2 separate regions of the Drosophila melanogaster genome follow, and region 2 is linked to region 1. Evidence: chromatin contacts called from public HiChIP or PLAC-seq data. All regions are on one chromosome and are shown on one strand. The core of a region is the stretch at or near the end of the contact, and the rest is flanking DNA. Distances in the headings are between cores, read along the strand shown.

Region 1 (5,603 bases), core at 2,194-4,693:
TCCCGCTTACCAATCAATACCGATACTGATACTAATACAAGTACAGATACAGATACAGATACAGATACTGATACCGATAACTGATAACCACAAATAGAGTTAAGAGCCACGTATACAGATACAGCAGCAATAGCCATAGCATTGCAGATAGCACGGGTCAACAAATCCAACAGAATCGCTAAACTTAAACGAGCAATTGCAAATGCAACAGCAACAATAACCGAAAACACAACTGTATAAAAGGATATTTTTATATATAAATACAAAAGAGAGAGCATATGAAAACCGAATAGGAATAAAGGCATAAAACAATAACCGAAATAAAGTGCAAACACTTCGAGCAAGTGACAACGTAATTTACTGTTCAAATACAAAGCATTTTGAGATTAACGATTAACGATAAAGTAAACGATTTAACAGATCCAAAAGAATACATAGCAATGCGACATATTGCAAAACCTTGTATAGTTATACGAAGCTTCAAACTAAATACGCTAGCCTACAGATACACGCATATAAATACGGATGCAGAATCAGATATTGTAAAGCGAACACTCAGCCACTTGTTTGTTTGTCTCTTTCCTTGTTTGTTTCGATCACTCAATTCAAAAATGGCCCACTGAGCTCAAACTTCAATCCCTAATTGATTTCGAATCAAAGTGTAAGTGGATGTTGTTTCACATTCCAAGTTAAAATCACATTTTAAAGTCTTAATCCGGTTATAGCCTATGGATCTAGTACAAAACACTTGCAAGAGTAAAATAACTTTTCAAATCGTAATTTCTGAAGAGTTTGAGCCAGAGCGACATTTGTATGCATTTTTCACGTTCAAAAACTATTTTTCCGGCACACTTCTTACGAAAAATGTACTTAATCAGAAAGATAACCTTCTTGGTTGGTGCCAAAAACTTGTGTATTTATTTGATCCGGTGCCAGCCAGTTTGGATCAACAGTAGTATACAGTGCGGAACGTAAATGAAACACTTGCAGTGAAGTACAAATATTTTAACTACACACCCACAAGAGAAGAAGCACTCACGACACAGCAGCAGATTGCATATAGACAAGTAAACCGAGGATGTGTATTAGCCAAAAAGTTAATGGAAAAATAAGCGAAACTAAGCAAATCTCAATACAGTTACTACGCCAGAGGGTAGCATATTATTAATGCGTTTTGTTGGCCCGTAAGGCAGAACAATTTGGTAAACAATAACGTAACAACATATAAATAATTAAGCAACCTTCACAGCAAACAAGGAGTTTTTATTTTGCCATTGATTTTCTCGGTCTCACTCACTCTCTCTCTCTCTCTCTATCTATTTTTCTTGACACACTAAATCGAATAAGAAAATATAAAACAATAAGTTTATAAAGAAAAAGTTGCAATAAATGACAAACAAATGAAATTAAATCACTCAGGGATAAAGCCTCCAAAAGAAAAACATAAAATAAAAATGCAATATTTTAAACGAAGTGAAAAAAGAAAAGAAAAATGAAACAAAACAAAAGAAAAGAAAAGAAAAGAAAAATTTAATCTAATGAGGAAGTACATTTTAAAGTTACAAATATTTTAGAATAATACGAGAAGAACAAACTAAAAATGTTTTAGAAATTTGCACAAATTTTGGCATTTTATAAACGCAAAACGAACCATCATCAACCAACTAAAATGCATAACGAACGAACAAACAAATGACGAAATAGATACATATTTTCTCACACTTCATTGGCTTATCGAAGGTATAAAATCGACAATTACAGGATAGATCTAGATCGCAACACAGCCGAACCGACGACGATCGACTTCACAGGCTGCTGGCAAACGGTCCGTGCAACTTTTAGTGCATTTAAATAAATTATAAACACAAAAACAAAAGCAAACACAAAAATGATCGAAGGAGCGTAAGCGAAACATAAGCAGTTCATATTTACAGGAGCTAAATAAGTAATGCGGGGGGTTTGCGGCCAAAGAGAAGTTAAATTGTAGTTAGAGGTGGATGGATTAATACCCTAGGATGGCATTTAGGGCAAGGATCAGACGAAAAGGGCGCGTAGCATTACACCTTTTACATTAAACGACGATACGATGCCGCGCATCCAATTTGAAACTGTACGTATTGAATTTATGTTTAGTGTCTGCAGCATGCGGGGGATGTGAAGGAAGGAAGGAGGGAAGAAAAAGGATCGACGGGCGAAGAGCTAAATACATTTAAGGGTTAGATTTTCTGCGAAAGGACTGAAGTTAAGGCAACGTAGCGTTTAAATGCAAAATTGAATTGAATTGAATTGATGACGAAACCGAGTGTTATGGATAATGGAGCGTGCGCGAATGCGATTGGTGACGAAAATTACTTGTTTTAAGGCTGGACTTATGTAATTTCGAGCAAAAACGATAGTAGCGAAACAAAAACATGTAAAATGCAGATATAATATTTTTATAATTAAAACAAAGGTACCCCCACCCCACTACCCTTATCTTAATATGTTTAATTCAACTGCAATTATCGTTAAAGACGTATTTACTGTTTGTGATCCAAATTCATTGATTAAACGTAAACTACACAAAGATACAATTGTTGCATGGGCAAGGTTTGAAGTCCGGGTTCGCAAAGTACCCACAAGTACTCGATCCCCGGGTCTCAAAGACGAGGAAATCACGAGTCAATAAGCCAGGTTTAAAACTTGCAGGTGCGTCGTCAATGGCTCGCAATATTTTCCGGTCGGGCCAAATCCGAAAATGGCCTGCCCGAAAATTATACACACCTTACAGGACCGAGTGTTAAGAGTACTTTTGGACTCTCTGCGAACCCATAGAAATAGAGCAGGAACAGTAAATTGTACTTAATTGAAAAATGATATAATAAAACACCGCCACTTTGAAATATATTTACTTGAATCAAATAATATTAATGAGTATATATAACTTTGTACTTGAATAATATTTTATTTATATTTACCTTAAGTCAATAAAAATTCTAATAAATTATAATCACCCAAAAATGCATTTTGTTCAAATGTCGAGGGGAGTTCTTTTCAACTGCTGATTGGAAAATTGATGCCTTTTATTATTGATATTTGCGAATACTGATTGACAAGCTGCGAACCTTGAGTAAACGTATTCTTCCCAAAAATAAAATATAAAATAAATAAAGAAGGCTAATAAGTTTCATAGTGGGGTGTAAATTAAACAATTCAAAAGAACCGCCCAACTGTGGTTTATAAGCTTGGCGCACTACGCCAAGTAAAATACATGTAGAAAACGTGACGGCGTTGCCACTCTTATTGTATTTAGCTAGTTTAACCACCAAATAAACAGCGAAGTTCTCAACCATATGTGAGTTGCGTAGCCATACTACATTTGAAGCAAAAAACCCTAGTGTCGCTGCCGTCTTGTGGTATTTTCGTTGGCCCGAAAAACGGTCCTACCAAAATGGTACCTCCGGCCACACGGATGAATTCGTCGTCATTCGTCGGAATCATTCGAACTTTGAAAATGGATCGGTAGCTGGGAAGGAAACTTAAAGCGAAATACGCAAAGAAAACGGCTTTTGTCCGCTATTCAGCGATTTTTTTTGTGTTGTAATCAGCAGAGGAAATTTTAACGACCAACTCCACCGCCACACCAGCCATCTCCAGCAGCTCCGGAAAATAAAATAGAACTAAATTAACGCCTCCATCACTACAACAACCATCTCACCAACAACTACAAGAGCAACAACCACAGCAACAGCACTACTGCACCAAGCCCACAAAGAAGAGGTGAAACGCAAAAATCGCAATACCCGAAGAAAAAAACAAAAAATATCGCAGATAACCGAAAAAAGCGGTGCAAATAGATAAACCCCATTTTTTGCTTGAGCTTTTTTCGCCTGTGTGATGAGAGAAATCAGCAGCAGCCATCGATTACAACAACAACAGCAGCCACACCAACGACGACTCAACCACCAAACCAAGAATAAATAAACAGCGGAGAGCGATAGATAGAGAGAGAGAGAGAGAGGAGCATCTGCAGCAGAATTGAATCAGTTTTTTCATCAACCGCCGCATTGTATTAAAAACACAAAAATCCCATAGGCGGCCACCATTTTGATTTTGAATGAACTGAACGAGAAGAGAGGAAAGAGCACGAGAGACTGAGAAAAACTGCTGCTCATTTGTTGCACCGTAAACCCTTTTTCCAGCTTGTAAGCACTCTGCCTGTCTCACTCTAATCGCGTCCAGGAGCACCGTACAGTAACAACAACAGCAACAACATGGTGGAGCCCAAGTCCGGGACAGCTGCTTCTGCCGCTGCTGCGAAAGCAAGCAACAACAATAACAACAACCACCCCCGTGGATCTGGGGACAGCGGCATCCGGAGTGGCAGCGGCATTTCCTGCAGCAACACGGACAACAGCTGCAGCCAGAGTCAGTCAGGTGAGCAATTTGAGTTTCTAGAACTCTGGGAGTTTGACACTAAATTCCCATAGCTGAGAAGCAAACTGTGATGCATGAGATATATTTTGGAAACCTTCTGAAGAGATTTCGCATATTTGCGCTTCGTGTGTCACCAGTTTAATTTTAACTAGACAACATGTTAACAGAATGATGAAATAATTGCAAATATTTGCTCTGACTGTGAATTTGGCAGCTCTTTCGTATAAATTTGAACTTCTACCTATTGGAAATTCACCTGTATCTCTGTCGTAATATTGTTGTATTGCCTAAATATAAAGTATATTTCGTAGGCAACAGTTATTTGCATGCCAAAAGAAAACAAAAGCCTTATTTAAGCATATAATTATTATTTTGAGAATGTGACAAACGTTCTTTGCTTCTTAAAGTTGTACCTATAAAATACGATTTGTAGGATATTTCTGCTAAAATGCAATGGTAAAAAAAAGATATACGTTAATGTAATATTTTGTATCGGAAGTTATACTTCCTCTAAAGTTCCTAACCATATGTATGTATTATTCTGCTTGTCATTGGGTGGGGACTGACTACCAATCAGAGAAAAGACCCGACCATTGCTCCTACGCTTTCATTCAGTGGATTTCTAGTCAGTTATCGGCAAAGCTGGGCCAGGCAGCACTTTCGTTTCGTTTACCCTTGCTAATCAATCGAACGAACTAGGGAGCATTGACTGACTGGGCCACGTTGCGCACCGGGTGCCGCAGTGTATTTCCTTGACGTCACACGATGTTCGAGAACATGCATGCTGTCTGCCTGCCGGCGCCCAACCCCACCACCCACTCCGCTTCCCTTCACCCACCCCGCACAGTCTGTGTGGTGTTTACAGTTGTTTTGTTTCGCCAAGAGAACCCCATTGCATCATTCGACTGGGGCCATTAAGCTGAATATAAGTGTGTATGTGCCCTAATTTTAGGGGTATTCCAGCATCTGGACTTTATAACCATCACTGGGGGTGTTATTATTGTACACAAGTTCTTAATTATATGTGGGATTTGATATATGCTATAAAATAACAATGACAAAGATCAACTAAATCCACTAATTAGTCATATTCTAACTGGAGGTTAAACTAGAAGTTTGTTGTTTTCGTTTAGATAGTGATTATAGTCCATACTTTGTGTTTATCAAAGATAATCTTATGAAACAGG
Region 2 (5,470 bases), core at 543-3,042, 230 kb before region 1:
GCGTGGCAAGAAGAGCGATCTGGAGGGCAACGGAGTCGGGATTGGTGACGATCATGAGCAAGCTCTGGTGCATCCATGGCTCTACCTGTGGGGAGAAAAGCGAGCGCCCAACGGATTCCTGGGAATGCGAGGCAAACGGCCAGGTACATATTCACAAATTCATTTAACCAAAATGTATTTGGTTAAAAAGCTGTTGTATTTCAAGCTTAAGGTGGCAACCTATTATTAAGGAAGCTGAATAAAGTTTTAAATTAATACATTTATTATTTATTGCTCGCCAATGGGGGGAAACCCAATTTTATACCCAATTAATTATAGATTTTGATTATTCTCTTCCTTTCATCGACACAGCACTTTTCGAGTAGGCGATGTTGAGCGATTTGATAGATCTTGATGGAAGTTCCTCTTAGAGCTACAAAACTAGGAAATGCGAAAGTAGATGGACACAGGGGACCGGGAGAGCAGATTTGGAAACAGAAAATGGATCACATGAGTGTTTTAAATAATCACTGGGCTGGAGATTATTTCAAACACGGACACACAAAAAACACACGGCTAAGAATTTGCTCTGTTTGTCGACACAAAATTTCAGCTTAATGTATAACGAGACTTGCGAATAATTTATTGGGAATTTATTTGAAATTGAATGAGATGCTTCGATGAGTGTGTGGATTCAATTGTACTATTTGCATATCTAAGTGTAAACTTTTAATCAAAATTATGATGAAAATTAAACTAGAAGAAGTTCAAATGCACAAGATAAACAGAAAAGTGGGAAAGTAATTATTTATTTAAAACAAATATATTTAAAACGAATATACTTAAAGATACATTTCAGTTGTGGTACATCTACGTATACAAAATATATATACACCTACATTAATAGCACAAATAAATATTGTAAATAATGAATAAATATTTATTTCAGAAACGGATGATTACGATTTTTCATGGTTTTTCAATAACAACATACTTTGCTTGACTTTGGTAATAAGTAAAAAACGGGCATCTAATATTGACTAAAATCAAAACAATGAGCAATCAAATATAAGAACACATTATAAAGTCTTCTAACAGTTCCAAGAAATTCAATTTCATCTACACATGTAGCTACAAGCTGACATCTTGTTTATACAAAACAATAAAAACCGATCGGAACAGTTTCAAAATATGAGGAGACTCCTAATAAGGCGGAACCGACCAGACACCACAGTGATTGATGGGTGTTAGAGGTTACGGGAATATCGGAAATTCCAAGTGCGCACTACACCTGGCTAGCAAATACAGGTAGGACATTGCCAGAAACGCTCTAGGTGCAGTTTAAACAGAAAATGATTCTAGGAAATTGAAAATACTCGAAATGAATAAGTAGTTTGAAATGCTCGCCAAGCCAAAGTCTGAAATGATATGAGTCCTATATTATAGGATATATTCTTCAGATTCTACACCGTTTTAGTTTGGGTTTTGTATCCCAAATTCTACAGTATTTTGAGTGAAATGTACTATGATTAATAAAAGTGCTTCGTTTCGCTCGCTTCTCTATGAAGTGTTAATAGCTGGCACTTTCACAATTTGTACGAACCTCCTGCCACCCGCACTATTTGCATATACATATGTAAATACACACATACATACATATATAGAGCTATTACCGATTTCACAGCGTCCCCAAAAGTTCTCTCTGTTCTCCCAAAGCTCCCATGATCACTACATGCGTTGATATCGCGGCAGAGGAATCGACGGCGACTGCGGCAGAGCAGCTTATAAATACCAGATGCTCGACGTTCTTGGGCAGTTAGTTTTAAACTGCGACTTGAAGCGGCAACATCGTCGGATCAAGCAACATATAACAACTTTCGTGAGTGCCACAAGTGCCCCTTTTTTACGATTAACTGCAGTAAAAGGAGCCAGAGACATTTGATAATTGAGTGTGTGCCAATTTTTGTAAAAACAAGACAATTGACAATAATTACAAGTGAGTGACAGGCGGTATATGTCGTCTATCCGTAGCATATTTACAATTAATGCGTGAAGACAGTGGAAAATTTTCTTCGTCGACCGTCGCTCTCACTCCCAAAATCAGTCACCTACATACGCGAGTGCAGCGCTGCGTGGAAAACCTGTATTTCTTCGGTTTCTCAGCTGTTTTTCCATCCATCGCGGTGAAATTTCTCGAATCCAACCAGCCATTCAGCCAGCTTCAGCCATTCCCTTGATTACAGCAACTTTCAGCTTGTCTCGTTCATTTACTTAGCTCCCAACCGAGGCTCCAGATTAAAATTGTGATACCAAACATGCTACGGCTGTGGGCCTGCCTGCTCCTCCTGGGATCAATCCAGATCCAGGCGGTTCCATTCTACGGCGAGTGAGTATCAATCCGACAAGTTTTTCGTGCTGTGTAGTAGCGTTCGTTTCATGCACATTTCACGTAGTTTGAGTTGTTTGCGTTGCGGGCTAAATGGTTAACATATGTACATCGACATCTTCTGATAAGGCATGAACTAAATGTTTTATGTTATCGGAACACAATTGAAATGCCAGGAATGCCTGGGACCCACAAAATTGAAATACTTCTCTAATTAAACATATACAATTTCATAGAATCATTGGAACAAAATTTTACCTAACAAGCGCATCCCAAATAACTAAAAACGGAAAAAAATTAAAAAAAAAAAAACACTTTGAAAGAAATACAAAATTAGATCTAAATTGAAACGTTTGATACCATCCATAACAATGTTTATAACAATATTAATGTAAGCCACGAGTTAAAAAACAAGTATTTTGCCATTATTGAAGTTTTACAATAACGCTTTCAAATATATTTTTGAAGACCAATTGGTAAAGTTTCCAAATAATCGTTAATATTAAGTGCTTAAGTCCCATAGAACTAACCCTAGTAGATTTTTCCCATCCGCCCGACCTTTTAAATCTGTCCCAATAAACGAAATGTTGAATTCCAGTTCAAGTTCTGAAGAGGTTGCCGAATTCGATGACTCCTCGGATTCCACACACGAGTCCTCAGATAACTCCAGGTGAACTATAAGTAAACGTAGTTAGCCCAGCTGTTGAGTCCCCAACATTTCCCAGTAGATTTGCTCATTTACAACTACTTAACAAAGCAAACATACCGACGAGGTTTACATGTTAAACAACTTAAAAATGCTTAAACAGTTTCAATATTTTTTTCACTCACGGGTTCCGCTGGGCCCACTGACACCACATAAAAGTTGGCTAATACCGGGTTCAGTGTTTTTTATGACATTTTCAAGCCCAACGAGGCACCGAGCCCTGTTTGTTCTTGGAGAAACTTTTCGCCCGCTAAACGAAACTGCAAATAAAGTTGACCGAAATGTTTATGGTAGCGAAGGCGCTGAAAGAGCGAAAAGTTCCCCCGGAAAGAAAGTCCAAAAGCCCGCCGAGTATTGACCTCAATTGATAAACCTTAAACTGAAATTGTTGAGTCGCAGAGATTGTCTGCCAATAAATCCGCATCGAACTGGGTTCTTTGCCGCCATTGGAAATGTGCAAAGGCCACGATCTGAGTCTTTGGCTTTTATTATTTTTTTCCCCCTTTTTTGCGAAAGATACTGCATCGCAAGAGAACAATGTGCAACCAAAGTGGGGCAACACCGCGGGACTTGGGCAACCAAGATCCACATCTTCTTCCACCGATCTTCTCCGTTCGCTCCACACTTGGCTGACTTTGCCACCTTTGGGTTCAAGCCGCCGCAGGGCTCATCTTTGGCACACAAATCTCGAACAGTTTTGGCCCTGAGAGCAATTGACATTTGACACGGCATTAAGTGGCATATTGTGGGTAATGGGTAATGCGCCGGCAAAAGAATGTCTCCGCAAACTCTATAATCTGCCCTCGAATTGGGTCGCCCACAATTTGGTTCCCCCTTTAACGCTCACAGAATGTTTTTTTTTATTCTGCCTGTCACGGCTGCGCTTAAATTAAATCAGGCAGCCATTTGGTTGGATCCATCTCTGCCCTCGACGTAAACATTTCCCTGGAAATTTCTGTGGCCAATGACTTTCGCTCTGGCTTCAAGCGAACAGAATTTAGTTTGTTTGCAAATTATATTCGATTCACAGATTGGATACGCAGTCTACAAATATTCCAAGTAGTCTTGAATACCATGATCACAAAACAAATACTTCACACATTCATTAATCTTTCACAAAGTACTTAGTCATTGAATTACTGCTAAATGGATATATTTAATATCTTATCAAACAACATACAGTTGATATTATATTTTTGCACAATTTTTAAGATGAAGAGTAATTATTCTAAGATTTCAAAAGTCATTCGCTCTATTGTAAGATTTTTTATTTCTTTATTCAAATCTGTTCATATGAATGTATACATTTTGAAATATTATTTGCATTCAATAATCGACGTACAGTAGTTAAAATAATGAAAAAGAAATAAAATTTTTGACTTATTTCCAAGTAATATAAAATATTTATGATAACGTTTTGAGTAAATATTCTTGCGAATAAATTGTGAATAAATTAAGTGTTCCTTTTTATCAAATATTTTGATGGTTTTTTGATTGATGGACACACAATTGATTTAAACTGAGGTGCATTCACTCGCTCTAGCAATATTATAGAAGTGATTTCCAGAGAATCTGACAAGGTAGAAAGAGAAAAAAAAAAATCAAACTGGCCAAGCCTCTATGTATTGTAATGTCGGCTTAAACCGCCTGTATCTGTAGCTCAGCCAAAGCCGCTTCGAGCCCTGTCGATCACGTCCCGCCTGGATGAGTCATCTTGGACGGAGGCAGATCTCCAACCAGAAGTGAATCGGATACACAGAAGTACCTCAAAGTCAGCAACCCAACAAATTGTTTACGTTTCGCCTTTTCGGGCAGTATTGTTTTATTATTTATTTCCAGCTAGTTTCGTTTCGTATATTTTTTTCATTTAGCACTTATTATGAGCTTTTTTTAATTAGCTCCCGCGAAGCGAATTTTAATGAGCCGCAGCGAAGAAAAAAAGATTTGAAGTTGGCTAACGCGTATGTATGTCTTCATAGAAAGTATCTGAGTCAGTTTACAGATTTCGAATGCATTGGGAGACGCAGAAAAAACCAAAATCCGTTGACATAAATCTCAGTTGATGGATGACAAGTGCAGGAACATTTCTCAAGTTTTGTTCGCCTTTTTCAGCGATTGTTTCGGCACTTAAAAAGTTATTTTCATTTGATTCTAAAAAGAGTTCCACTGACAGGCGCTTAGTATGCGGCTCAGGTAAATGCTGCGCAAAAAACCTAAACAATGAGCACGATCAGCATATATACTACATACAGATAGATACATATATTTAGTTTGGTGAGGATAGAGTTGAGCTTCTTTTTATGCGAGGTAACAATGGAGGCATATGAATTATTGGGTCCCGGTTCCGTTTCGATTCGTTCCGCTCACCAATGGAATTTGCATGAAGGGAACACACACAG

What was found. HiChIP or PLAC-seq counts read pairs in DNA pulled down with a chosen protein or histone mark.
Region 2: a CP190 HiChIP or PLAC-seq map of the Kc167 cell line shows a contact between it and region 1, with 4 times the contacts expected there. The contact joins the promoter of mfas here to the promoter of Lk6 in region 1. A contact is called at or near these places in 1 of 107 Hi-C or Micro-C datasets (the S2 cell line) and 2 of 6 datasets of contacts at active chromatin or transcription factors (both in the Kc167 cell line).

Annotation. Positions count from the first base shown.
Region 1 is chr3R:11,762,297-11,767,899 of dm6, reverse strand. It overlaps Lk6 (Lk6 kinase), which reads left to right and starts at 3,443. Exons shown (of 6, transcript NM_143729.3): 1 at 3,443-4,416. The coding sequence starts at 4,254. It overlaps l(3)neo38 (lethal (3) neo38), which reads left to right. Exons shown (of 6, transcript NM_001043243.3): 6 at 1-2,862.
Region 2 is chr3R:11,989,637-11,995,106 of dm6, reverse strand. It overlaps mfas (midline fasciclin), which reads left to right and starts at 1,792. Exons shown (of 10, transcript NM_176478.1): 1 at 1,792-1,858; 2 at 2,255-2,365; 3 at 2,964-3,035. The coding sequence starts at 2,295. It overlaps Tk (Tachykinin), which reads left to right. Exons shown (of 4, transcript NM_001275564.2): 3 at 1-143; 4 at 352-932. The coding sequence ends at 365.